Linked DNA regions of Rattus norvegicus: regions 1 and 2 are each linked to region 3. A link is a contact called in public Hi-C and HiChIP or PLAC-seq data. All regions are on one chromosome and are shown on one strand. The core of a region is the stretch at or near the end of the contact, and the rest is flanking DNA. Distances in the headings are between cores, read along the strand shown.

What was found. A called contact is a pair of places that touch in the nucleus more often than the background predicts. HiChIP or PLAC-seq counts read pairs in DNA pulled down with a chosen protein or histone mark.
Region 1: a contact with region 3 is called in an H3K27ac HiChIP or PLAC-seq map of oligodendrocytes, with 11 times the contacts expected there. The contact joins two enhancer-like sites.
Region 2: a contact with region 3 is called in a Hi-C map of liver, with 4 times the contacts expected there. The contact joins the promoter of F3 here to the enhancer-like site in region 3. A contact is called at or near these places in 9 of 12 Hi-C or Micro-C datasets (the A7r5 cell line, Schwann cells, frontal cortex and 4 more) and 1 of 1 datasets of contacts at active chromatin or transcription factors (oligodendrocytes).

The regions. Positions count from the first base shown.
Region 1 is chr2:212,480,871-212,485,265 of GRCr8, forward strand. All of the region lies in intron 1 of LOC102554786 (a long non-coding RNA gene), which reads left to right. Among named protein-coding and RNA genes, the nearest start is that of F3, 29 kb to the right of the region's middle. Within about 2 kb of position 2,056, at least 47 of the 93 cell types and tissues checked have an H3K27ac peak or open chromatin away from gene starts, as enhancers often do.
Region 2 is chr2:212,509,946-212,514,416 of GRCr8, forward strand. It overlaps F3 (coagulation factor III, tissue factor), which reads left to right and starts at 1,827. Exons shown (of 6, transcript NM_013057.2): 1 at 1,827-2,010; 2 at 3,092-3,200. The coding sequence starts at 1,923. It overlaps LOC102555482 (a long non-coding RNA gene), which reads right to left and starts at 944. Exons shown (of 7, transcript XR_005501253.2): 1 at 808-944; 2 at 225-341.
Region 3 is chr2:212,334,358-212,338,735 of GRCr8, forward strand. No RefSeq gene overlaps it. Among named protein-coding and RNA genes, the nearest start is that of Slc44a3, 24 kb to the left of the region's middle. Within about 2 kb of position 1,749, at least 28 of the 93 cell types and tissues checked have an H3K27ac peak or open chromatin away from gene starts, as enhancers often do. A contact at or near this core is called in the A7r5 cell line and liver, where this site is marked.

The DNA.
Region 1 (4,395 bases), core at 806-3,305, 150 kb after region 3:
CTCTGTGGATCTACTCTTGTGTGGGGATTCATTGGAGATGACTTTGGAAGCTGGTGCAATTCTTTGTTGGGTTCGGGGTGGAAGTCGAGAAAACTCGCTTCAGATATGGAAACTTAAAAATGAAAGCTTTATTTTCTGAGCACTCAGGGAGGCAGCCAGTTTGGGATCTGAACTGCATCCCCGATGGAAGATTATACAACATTTTTATAGGATGGGAGCACAAAGCAAGGGGGATCTTAGCTGTTGCATTGACCAATCATATTTTGACATAAGGGGTTAAACAAGGAAGTTAACGCTGGTAAGCGGGCCTTAGCTGGGTGACCTGGTTTCAGGGTCCTTGAGTCAACTTTTGCAGCCAGGTTCCCTCCTGGACTCTGACCTGGAATCTACAGTTATAAAGCACAAAGGAGTGGGCAGACAGCACATAGCCAATTAAGTCTAGACAGGCAGCGCATTTCCGAGGTGCATGCCTTAGTTAGATAACGGAGAAACAGTATCTTCCTTCTTTACACCCTATCCTGGTTAACAAACATGAAACGTCTGAAGAAGCAGGACAGGAGTTGGGTTCCAGGGTCTGGGAACATGGACTCAGCTTTGATCCTGTCAGCAAGGACAACCTCGCTCCTGAGATGGCTGGACCCAGGGAACTACCTCCTGACACCTTAGGAAGTTTCTGCCTAACGACCCTCCCCACCGAGCTTCTACGAATAAAGGAAGATCTGAGTGGTGTGCTCTGTGCCACGAGGAGGGCTCTGAGAGGGGAGCAGAGGTCAGCTGGGAAGAAACAGGGCTGAGAAGCATCTTTGAGGATGGGCGGTGGTTTCTAGGCAACAAAGGGGGTACATATGGTGCCTATGGACCATTGTCTGGTAGACCCGGGTCGAGGGTGTTAGAGGAGTCACAAGAATGTAGTCTTCTCCGTACACTCCTAGGAAGATATGACTTCATTCTCTCTCCATCCTTTCTGTGTAGGGCCAGGCAGGCTGCAAGAGCATAGCATTCTTATAAAGCTACTCTGTCCAGGAAGAAATCAAATTGTGATTACCTGAGCAATTCAGTTGGACTTTTAAATTAGCAAATATTTAGTTATTAATCGACACTGTTGCCTATGTAGCTAGCCAGCTCACTTCCTTTTACAGGACAGAAATCTGTCAGCTTCCACAGTGGGGAGGGAGGTTGAATGATTTACACCATGCCGTGCCAGGACCCTAGGCTTGACTTAGCTACTTATTTTCTGTCTGATTTTGATCCAGTCACGACTTCACCTCTCTGAGTTTTGTGTCAGATAATCTGTAAACTATACTAACCTACTGTCCCAGGATTGTCACGCAACGTTAACGGGACAAAACCGTGCTGTACAGGATGGGTACACATTTGCCCCCTTGAACAACTTACTAGAGCTACAGAAAGTGAACTCAGCTTGCTCTAAAGCCATTGCTTTTTCCTCTTCTGTCTTGAGATGCACCATTACCACTATGGTATATTTGGGGGCACTTTTATATGTCGACAGTCCGCTCAGACAGAGCCGTGAGCTGGTAATGAACAAATTCTGGGAAATTAGTGGCCTCCTTCTTTATCATCTTGCTAGAGCAGGACTGCTGTAAGAAATGGTTGCTTAGTAACCAGTATTAATTCGTCGGTGGGAACAATTTGCTCCCCTTCTCATTAGGGAGGAATGCCATCCTGCCAATCAGAACTCTTGTTCCTAGGATATTGTGGATGCCTTACTCAAACAGGGGGACTATTCAGAGGTAAACTGGGGACAGGCCTCTGCTGGGCCTCTATAGCATGAAAGGAGAACAGTGAGATGTGAGGTTGGGGTGGGGGATGGGAACTGCATTTCTAGGCTCCTGCTCACTCTTTTCATGAGGCAGATTATTCCGGTCCAAAAACAGGATGACCGAAAAGGAGCCATACAAATGGGCTTCTGTTTCATGCTCGGCAGGGAGAGCATGTGATCTTTTATTCTTCTTAAGTAGCAGGCCACAGCCACAGGAACTAGGCTCCTGAGCCTCTCGGCTCTGGCCGTGAAAGATGAACCGTAGCATCTCTGATTATGATGGTATCCATAGTGACCTGTGCGGTAGCCCTGAAGCATCTCCTAAAGCATCCCACTGTCTAGATCCCAGCAGCCTTTGCAGGTTGAAAGGACATCACCACAGGGCCTTCACAGTCGGTATTTCCATAAAAAGAGTGAAAGGAATGAGCCGTGACATTTTAAGAAAATACAATTCCCTCAGCGAGCAGCTCCAAATACTTTTCAAGGTGGAATGAAACAGCCAGTCAGATCTGCCTGCTTGTCTTAAAATTGACTCACGAGTTTACCGTAAGAATATTCTTTTAAAAATAAAACAAAGGAGGGAATCAACTTCCAGTGAATTCTATACAAAAAAACACCCTAAATGAACCATAAGGCATTCGGTTGTTCATGGAAGATAGAGGAAACGCCCCGGAGAGATGTCTGGGTCAGTGGTGCTGGCCCTGGGCTTGCTGCCCACCATGAGCACAGACACTCCTGTCAACTTCCATACAGGCACAGACTTACATCCGTCCATGACTGACGCCCTGTGGCTGGAACTGCCTTGAATATTTAGGGTTATTTGCTGAGACATTTTTCTTTTCATGTTTTAAATTATATTTATTAGAGGGATGTCCGCACCACTGAAGAATGTGTGGAAGTCAGAGGACGTCTCGCAGGAATCACTTCTCTCCTATTGTCTGGGTCCTCAAGATTGAACTCAGGTCATCAGGCTTGGTGACAAGAACCTTTGTACACGGTGTCATCTCACTGGCAGGCTTTTCTTAGTTCTAATACCTAGTAGGCAGCTGTGCAAAAATTTAAGTCTATGGTGTTTTATTTGTCCTGGCAGTCAGAACAGAATCCAAAAAAGTTGCTTTTCTTCCTCTTCTTCTTCTTCCTCCTCTTCCTTCTCCTCTTCCTCCTCCTCCTCCTCTCCACCCCCCTTCTTCTACACGTCTTGTATTTTTATCTTACATGCATGGGTGTTTTGCTTGCTTGCATGTCTGTGTACCGTGTGCATAAAGTGCTTTGGGGGGCAGAAGAGGGTATCAGACCCTCTGGAATTGGAGTTGCAGAGAGTTGTTAAATGCCATGGTGGTTGGGAACTGAACTCCTATCCTCTGGAAGAGCAGAGAGCGTTCTTAACCACTGAGCCATCTCTTACAACATCCTAGATCAGCAGGGCACTCCAGGTCACTTCTTGTAGTTGGAGGCATGGAGAACGGATCCTGTGAACTGGATATGGTTCGGGGTGGTCCTTTTGGCAGAAGCATTTGAGGATATGTTTAATGTATGTGAAGCTTTGACTGTGGTTAAGCAAAACAGTCTTGGCAATGTGATCAAATGGACGAGCATACTAGATGTTACTTCACACGAAATCTTTTCATGTTCCAAAAACAAATAAACATAGACAACCTGTGAAGTGCTTTCAGTGTTCAGTGAGCTGCAGAATTTTGTCAAGGACAAAACATGAAGCGCTGCTTGGGAAAAATAAATGGGCCCCTCAAACTGTCTCAGCTTTGACCCAGCCATCCCAGTTGTACGGGAAAGAACCTTGATGTTTATTTTGAATATAAGAAAACTCCAGAAGAAGATTACTCAAAGTTAATGATAAGAGGCTGTTCCCTCAGAGCCAAGAGTCCAAGTGTCTCCCAGCTTCCACTGTCTCCCACCACACTGCTGGCACAGAGAGCTCTTGACCATCTGAACAGTGGCTTGAGGCTCTCCCGGACTCTCAAATCCTTCTCATCACTCAGATCAGGCGCCTTCATCAGACATGGTGTCTGCTTCTGAAGGGAGGGAGGTTGGTGGACAGTTCTTAGAAATCCACACTTGGGGACTTTAATTCTCAGCCTCCTTATAATTGTTACATTCTTGTAAATTGTACTCTGGCACAGACGTTTTGAACTTCCTGGAGGGTGTGTATGAGAGAAGAGAGGGGAAAAGGGAGAGAGTGGAAGAAAGAGGAGAGGAGAGGAGAGGAGAGGAGAGGACAGGAGAGGACAGGAGAGGACAGGAGAGGAGAGGAGGGAGAGGGAGAGAGAGAGAGAGGCAACTGTTAAGACAATTATTGCTGGAAGTTCCTGAAGTCACAGTGGCTGACTGGCCCAGGCGTTGGCTCAAGTCAGCTTTGGAGAGGGGAGTGGGGCTTTCGTGCAGAAGGCTGTTTAACCAAAAGTTCAACTACTTTGAACATCAACTTTAAAAAAATGTAAGGACTCTTCATCTACAAATTCTTTCACTTTAATTACTTTGCTATTATTTTTGTCTTTTAATGTATGCATTTTTAGAAATGTAAAATATGCACACATACAAGAAGCACAGAAATACCAACCACAAAGACAGCTAGGTGTCCAAATGGACTGCCCCTGGGG
Region 2 (4,471 bases), core at 577-3,076, 180 kb after region 3:
CGAATTGGTAACGCTGTTAGCATGCTCTATAAATGTGAACAGGAAGGGCTCGAAATCACTTCCTGGTCATTTTCAGACTCTTCATCAGCTACATGACACCACCAGTTATGCAAAAGGAAAATCGAGCCCTTTACGTGTCCTCGTGTATGTCTGCTTTAAGGAATAGCCGACAGGACACTTGCCTATGAACAGTAATTTCCCCAAACTGCAAGTGTTTCCCACACCTGCTGCAGTGTCCTCTGTCTGTGGATGGAAAACTCATTCCTTGAACAGTTTTCTTGATGCCATCTTCCTTTGCTCCATTGGGAGGAGGAGAAGGTGAGGTCAGGAGGGAAAAGTCCCTGGAGTAGAGGAACAGATAGAGCTACATTGTATAATTAGGCCAGTGAGCACAGGGACCAGCTGACCTCAAGACTGGTATTGTAAAAGGCTAAGAGGTTCTGCCCTGTCCATTCTCAGGCATCATCAGGAAGCCTAACCAAAAGCCATTGTGAGTGTGACAACAGCTTAGTAACTTTTTACACTTCTCAGAGCCTACAAAGTGGACCTAATCGACTTTACTCAAGGAAAGTAAAAAAGAAAGAAAGAACGAAAGAAAGTATATAAAGCATGGGAAGACAGATATTTACATTACAATTCATAACAGTAGCAAAATTACAATTAGGAAGTAGCAATGGAAATATTGTTTATGGTTGGGGGTCGCTACAGCATGAGGCACTGTATGCGGGTCCCAGTATTAGCGAGGTTGAGGACCACCGGCATAAAAGAAGGAATAAGCAGGACAGTCAACCAGGAATGGTAAGAAACCTTCTGACGCCATGTTGAGTAAGTGCTAGCGGTAGGATAAGTGATATTCTCAGGTCCAACTTCCCAATAAAGCCTAGAAGGGGAAGCCAGGAAATAGATGAAGAAAATCCAAAGCTTGCAGGTGACACCTGGCTGCCACTAGGCTCAGTGACAGAGGTGTCCTTGAAATGGGTAGGTTTCATTCCCAGGGTCTAGGAAGGAAAAAAATAAACAAATTGGGAAGTCCGAATGTTTTTTTTTTTCAGTTTCATTTTTTTCTTTCTCTGTGCTTTGGAGGAATTCATTACAACCCACTGCTGTCCTCTTCAACGTAAGAACCAGCCTTCCTGGAACCCGTGGCTACTGAAGTCTTGGTCAAATTCTCCCAGGCTTCAAGCTGCAGTTCCTCAATCACTTCAGGAATGGGAGTCGGGGAGCCCAGTGGCCTTTAGACCTAATCCAGGGGCCTTGTCCATGGCAGACACGTGCATTTATTGCACCGCCCTGTACAGCGTACCAAGGGACTGAATGTTCTGCTAACCACCGGGTGCTCAGGCTGGGCTTTGGAACTGCCCTTGGCTACCAGGGATAGTCCAGGAGTTTTGATACATCCTCTGCTGAGGGCTCAGCGTATATCGAAAGCAGAGTGAAAGTAAGGCTCCCTTGACTTTCAACTTAGGTCCCTCCAACAGCGCAACTCCTTTCTCCCCAGCAAACCACCTAGGGTGGTCACCCAGGGAACAGCCCGGGAGCCTGGGTCTCCGCAGTACCTGGATCCGCCTGCGCCGAAGGGGTGCTCGGCGGTGGTGTTGAATCACGGTTGAGTCACCCCTTTCGGGGTCTCGGAGTTTCCTACGGGAGGGGAGTGGGCGGAGCAGGGGTGTGGACTGACCGGGAGCCGCCCACCGCGAAAGCGAGTGACCGGGGCCCCGGGGGGCGGGGAGTCGCGAGCCTCGGCGGAGGCGGCGCGGGGTGGAGAGGAGCCGGTGTCCGCGCGGCCCTTTATAACGCGCCCCGCGCGGACCCCGGCAGCCTGGGTACAACCGGTACCCATCACTCGCTCCGTCTGATCGCTCGTGTAGCGTAGCCTCCGCGCCTCTGCTGAAGCCCCGCGACCTCGCCAGCAGCCCTTGGACATGGCTATCCCCATGCGCCCGCGCCTCCTAGCGGCCCTCGCGCCCACCTTTCTCGGCTTCCTTCTCCTTCAGGTGGCCGCTGGTGCAGGTGAGTGGCATTGATCCTGAGAAGCCCGGGGTGCACCGCCCGCGGGAGACAAAGAATGGGTCTGGCTGGCTGGGAGGCTGCTCTGGTTCCTTGAGGACGCCAAGGTGTCCCGCCGTACCTGTGGATTCGGCTGCGCTAGCCTTGAGCGTTTCAATGAACTCAGGGAGGGAAGGTAGTTGGTACCCGGACTCCCGGCTGTTGTCGCCGCTGAAGATGCCTGCTTTGTGCATCCACCGTGGTTACATAGGATTAACTGGGGTTCCAGCTTTAACTCTGAAGGAAGAGCTTCCTAGGAAATTGGGCCCTTGAAGGTGGCGGGCTCCAGGGCCCGCCTTTGCCAAAGTCGGCGTGCTTCGCGTGGTTTGATGTTAAGGTGTGCGCTCTTGTGGCCTTTGGTTTAAGAAGCAACGCTGTTGTAAACTCAGGCAAGACAGAGTGCATACCCACATCTACCCAGTGTTGGGGTGAGGCAGAGGCTGAAACCCAGGGACTTGCAAAAAGAGACGTTGGACAGTATTTTAATGGCATAGCATCCCACCATGCGACAGGTGCCACGTGGGCCGCACATCTGCCTTGCTCTCCCTGAGAATTTCGGTGTAAAGATATTTTAGATTACAATGGGAAAGGTCAGGTTAGACTTTTTCGTTTATGCACATTCCTGACTGTGTGTTTGTGTGCACGTGTGCGTGTGCATGTGTGGCGGATGAGCCCTGTTTCAAACGAACTTACTCAAACCCTTCCTGCCGGACTGCTTCAGAAGATTCTGGGACTCTCTGGCACCTTGGATTCTCCTTCCGTGCGGTTTTAAAGTGGGCTTTCCCATGAACATTTAAAGAAGGACCTCTGGATCTTCAGCTGTTTCCACGGATTGCCTGTGGATGTTGCCTGGAGGGCTATATGGGTCACCCTCTGTTCTTTACAAGTGAGCAAAGCTTTTGTGACTGAAAACAAAGCGGAAACAAACAAACAAAAAAAATGTGTGCCCTTTGATGGCGGAGGCTGGGAAAGTGTTTTAGACATTAGCCCGAGGTGGAGAACACTGAAGTGCATGCAGTTAGAGATCTTTTGTGTTTATTTGCAGGCACTCCTCCAGGGAAAGCGTTTAATTTAACTTGGATATCAACTGATTTCAAGACAATCTTGGAGTGGCAACCGAAACCCACCAACTATACCTACACTGTTCAGATAAGGTAAGCCAGGTCTTGTGCACCAATAGAGGTGGTTGGATGAGGCTGTTTACCAAATGGGTGTTCATGGTAATTTGCTGGCTACTGCCATGTTCCATCGGATGAAACATTTCCATACTTTAAACTGATGCGACAGGAACGGGTGTGTGGGGTTGTGAGGTGCCCTCTGTCCCTTGAGTGCTTACCAAGCACACCCAAATCCTTGGTCCTCAACCTAGCAAAGAATTGTTTCAGTGGCCACTGTGTCTCTCCGGAGGAAGTAGAATTTGAAATTCAGTCACTCTTAGCTGTAGATAGGGAGTTCCAGGCCATCCTGCAATACAGAGGACCCTGTATCTACATATATATATATATATATATATATATATATATATATATATATACATACATACATACATACATACATAAGGTAATGTCTAGTTACTTGAGGGTAATTATAGGAAAGTTATTAATTGCATATAAGTAAGTGTATTGCGTGCTTTGGGATCAACAGCAGCCTGTCTCTTCCGAGCACCGATGCCCTTTTCTGGTTACTAGCTGTCTAGACTGAGCAACTGCTGGCATGTCAGAGGGAGGTGGGAGGAATTCCAGTGTCTACACTGCCCTGAAGCAGTACCTGATTCATTAATCTATGGCCTCTGTGAATTAAAATTTAGTTGTGCACACGATCTCGGTGGAAGCCAAATTCCTGAGTCACTGAGCTGCTTAGAAAACACTGAAGGATTTGTCTGCATCCTTAGCTGTCTGGGGCAGTTTGACTCCTTCAGACATGTTCACTGATTGACAGCTCTCGGGAACAAGTAATTCAACTCTTTTGATCTAAGTGGCCAGGGTGTGCCTGGATGTCTTCCTTGATGATTTTCACATATGATTGGCAAGCTTTTGGTTTCTGATAGATTCTAGGAGATGGATGAGGAATGTGAGAAAGCTGCCTGGTGTGGAAATTATTTTAGTAGTGAAGCTGGGAAGGACAGGAGAGTATTGTTGGCAAAAGGCAAGCATGGTTTAACACTTTGTTTTTCCGTTTTAGCTTGGGTTGAGTCTTATTAAGTACTAGGATGCATCTCACAGGTGTGGGTCTTTTAAATGACTTTCTTTTTTTTTTTAAGATTTTATTCATTTATTATATATAAGTACACTGTAGCTGTCTTCAGACACACCAGAAGAGGGCATCAGATCTCTTTACAGATGGTTGTGAGCCACCATGTGGTTGCTGGGAATTGAACTCAGGACCTCTGGAAGAGTAGTCGGGTGCTCTTAACCGCTGAGCCATC
Region 3 (4,378 bases), core at 499-2,998:
ATGATTTAAATTTTGATTATTATTCATCTTGAATCGTGGAGCTGGAGAGATGGCCTAGCGGTTAAGAGCACTGGCTGCTCTTGCAGAAGACCCAGGTTCAGCTCTCGGCACCCACCTACCTGTAATTCTAGTTCCAGAGGATCCAGTGCTCTCCTCTGATGTCCACAGGGAGCACTTATTCATATGGTATACACGTGTGCATGTAAGCAAAACACATGAAATACATGAAGAAAGAATAAACAAATCTGTCCTCCATTTTGAATTGTATGTGGGGTGAGGCGAGGGCCTCCTCCTCCTCCTCCCCTTCCTCCTCCCCTTCCTCCTCCCCTTCTTCCTCCTCCTCTTTCTCCTCTTCCTCCTCCTCTTCCTCTTCCCCTTCCTCCTCCACCTTCCTCCTCCCCTTCTCCCTCCCCCTTCCTCCTCCTCTTCCTCCTCCCCTTCCTCCTCCTATTCCTCCTCCTCCCCCTTCCTCCTCCTCTTCCTCCTCCTCTTCCACCTCCTCTTCCTCCTCCTCTTTCTCCTCCCCTTCCTCCTCCTCCTCTTCTTCCTCCTATTCCTCTTCCTCCTCCTCCTTGTCTTTTATGGTTGAGACAAAAGCATTGCTGGCTCAGGAGTCGCATACCACAGTGGTATCGGGGCACATGCTGCCACATCTTGAAGCTCAGCTACCCTGGAGCCATAACCTGACTAAGGTTATTATGATCCACTGTCACTCTCTACGCTGTCTGTTCTCCGAATCTGCTAAATAAGCAAGCTGAAGATGAGGCAGGAATGAGGCAGGACCAGCATTCTTCTGACCTTCCACAGTGGTATTGCTCTCTGCAGAGCCCCTAGGGATGCGGTATTGCCTCTTCCTGCAGGGAGGTTACAAGTTCAAGGCTTGCCTGGGCTGCAGAGTGAATTCAAGGTCATCCTGGAAAGTGCAATGAGACCCTTGTTCACTTCCAAACAGAAGGTTTAAAAGGACTGGAGTGCAGGGGTACAAAGCTTGTCTGGCATGCAGGAGACAGAGGTAACAGTCCCCATTATTGAAACAAAAGAGGAAAGGAAACATAGTTCCGACATCAGAGCTACCTTTCCTCCATGGTGCATGTCTTTGCAGACCCTCTACCTGGAACCTTTCCTCAGCAAACCACAGCACTAAATGCAGAATCTCTGCTTTGCAGACCACGACAACCAATTGGGCCTCATCTAACTTCATCTATATTCGTTCTTCTTCCAGTTCAGTGTGTTTAACTTATTCTTTCATATATTACATCCCCGACCTCAGTTTTTCTCCTACCTCTCCTCCCAATCTCCCCTCTACCTCTTCCCCCACCCCATATTCTTAATGTCCATTCCCAAACATAGTCCCTAGACTTCTGTCCTTATAGATTGGAATCTAAGTATATGTACCTTTTCTTGGGATGTAAGTACACCTTCTTATCGATCTCACTTTGTACCTCTTCTTTGGGACTTGAACTTGGGAATTTAGAAGCAATGAGGACCAGGCAGTGGGCCTTGAGATCACAAGTGTCTGGCCAGGTTCATTCAGGAAGGTTCATTACAGTTTCCTCAGGCGGGGGCAGTCACAAGCTCTCCACGTGGGAGTGAGAGGAAAGGCTGCTTTTACTGGCAAAGAGTGCTCATTTAGTCCCTGTTTTATTTGTCTAGGAGGAAATTCCAGCTCAGTCATTTGAAGGACTCTGTCTTGACCGGGAGATGTCGGTACTAAGTCATGGAGAGTCTCGTTGAGTTCTGAGTTGTCTTTAAGTACTGCCTAGTTAGCTGTTGGCCTAGGCAGCTGGCTGGGCTCTCTGTATTCCCTTCAGGTCTAAGTTCTGGTCCCAGCAATCCTTGGCGAGCATGGAGCCAGTGTCTGGAAGTGCATTTTTAACTTACTGCTCTTCCTGCCCCATGCCTCTGGTCTCTATTGTTCTGGTAAGGAGTCTGCTCTCCACTTTACCAAAGCTCTGGATAAGAAAGACGAAGCTTGGTTTCTTGATTGAAATAAGGGGTTGGAGAAAATGCAGGGAACGTTAGCACAGTTACAAGTTTCAGCCCCAAATTACACCGGCGATGAGATGATTACATCCCCGGAATGCCCTTTCCCCAAATGTATAAATAAATACACAGCTGCATCTACAATTCCCCAGAGCCAGGCATTATTCCCCCACCCCCACCCCTGCATCTCCTTGCCAGTCGTGGAGGCGAAGGCTTATGTTTGGAAGGTCGTAAGTATTACAGTCTGTGTGACTTTCCGCTTCTGGTACTAAACCTCATGTGTGACTTGTGGAGATGGCTGGCACCCAAAAGAAACAGGGACTTTGTGGCGAAAAGCTGCATGGGAGGCTTGCTGGCACTGCCTCAGCTGCTGGGCCACCTCAGCCAGGCTGCCAAGCGACTGTGGATTGTCCTGAGATTTTTGGGAAGGCTGGCCCAGGTTTCTAAGAAGAATTCTTTCCCACCATTTCCCTTGCTGGGCTCTTAGCAATTCTGCCCTTTCCACCAGCAGTCAGACACGTTAGATGACTGAAGGGTGCACTCGGCCTGGTGTCCCCCACATCAGAGAGGCAGCAGTGAGTCTGTGAGGGTCCCACACTCTCTGTCCTTGGAAGGAGCTTCCTATCAGCCCCTCGCCCCTGGCTAGGTTTGCTGAGCCCAGAAGAAAGAAGAAAGCGATTCTCTGCAGGCTACTAGAAAATGAAGCGGGAGGAGCCGCAGCCCAACCTCACCCTGCTGGGTCCTCCTAGCCTTTCTTTGATGTAGGAATGTCTGCTTGGAATGTCTAGCCTATTCTGTCCTGATGAAATCCTACTTAAACTCTGAAGCTCCGTGAAGAGACCACATTTTCTAGGAATTGACTCACCCTGGTTCCTATAGCTTTGTGGTCCTATCTTATCAAAACATATCAGAGTGAGTTGTTTATCTGCCTGAGTGCAAGACAAAATCCTTTAGCCCTTAGGGTGGTGTCTGAACACAGAGACAGCAGGGACATCTTGATACACTACTACTGATTAGCTAGTTAGCAAGTACCAGGCACAGGGCTGGGACTCATTGTTTGTGACATTGCTGAATCCCCGTGACATTTTTACAGGAAACTACTGGTCTCATCTAGTTGGGTGAGGTATATTGAGCTTTATAACCTGTTTGAAGTCTCATGGGTAGTAGGTGGAACTAAGATTCGAACCCACATTGTACAACATTTAAAAGAACACCACTTAATCAAAGGTATAGCATTTTAAGAAGACGTTTGAACAGAAGACCGAATCATTCTGTTGATGCACGGGCACACTCTCCCTTCCCACTGAGCCCGGCGGGGCTGCTCCCCATTTCAGTGAACTCTGAGTTCCGCAGGGGCTGCACTGATTTGTGCTCACCAGCAGTGTAAGCAGATTCGTCCCCACCCCCACGCTTCACTAACACTTCTGCTTGTATTAATTATTAATCATTAACTAATTAAACGCTAACCATTCTGAAATATGGTTTTGACTTGTATCTCCCTCATGGCTAAGCATTTTCCCCCCATCCATTTATTCCCTAATTACTTCAGACCAACACACCTTTATCGAGTAGCTACTACGGCAAGATACAGAGGTTAGCACAACATGACTCGAGTCACATTGAAATTTGCCCTTGCATTAAAGCACATCCCTGTGACCAAGAGAGGTAAGGGTGTTGGGGCTTCAGGAAGCCTCAGAGAAAAGAGATTTTGATGGGCACAACACAACAGTGGTGGCTATGAAGCTAATATGTGAATGGCTTGTAGTTATTTTTAGAAATTCCCTGGGTGGGAAGCATGATCTTAAATATACATATTCAATATTTAATGTATATATAAATATATACCTATATGCATTAATTATATATACTATACATACTATTTAAAATATAGTACCTCTATATTAAAATATATTTATATAAATTATATAGTGTATATAATTATATATTTATAATTTATAATTGTTAAATATTATAAATTCATATAAATGTATGAATATTACATTTATATTTTAATATGACATATAATATAATATACATATATATTATGTAATATAAGGTATACATGTATAATATATAATATAACAATATAACACAATAAATAGATATTATATGTAATAATATATTATATATACATATATAGAGAGAAATGAGCAAATAAACTGGATCCACGCTATAGAAGCTCCTGGATGGACTAAGGCATGGTGTATTTGATGGGCTGTAGGGACTTCAGCGGAGGTTGGGGAGTAGGAGAGCATGGTAGGAGGCAAGAAGAGAAGCCCGTGGGAAGCTATGAGGATGACCCACGTGAGGCTCCTCGAGCATCACAAACCTTCTGACTTTTTGCTTAAGGGTGTGACATCATGCTCAGACTAAAGGCCCCGCCAGGGCCAGTCTG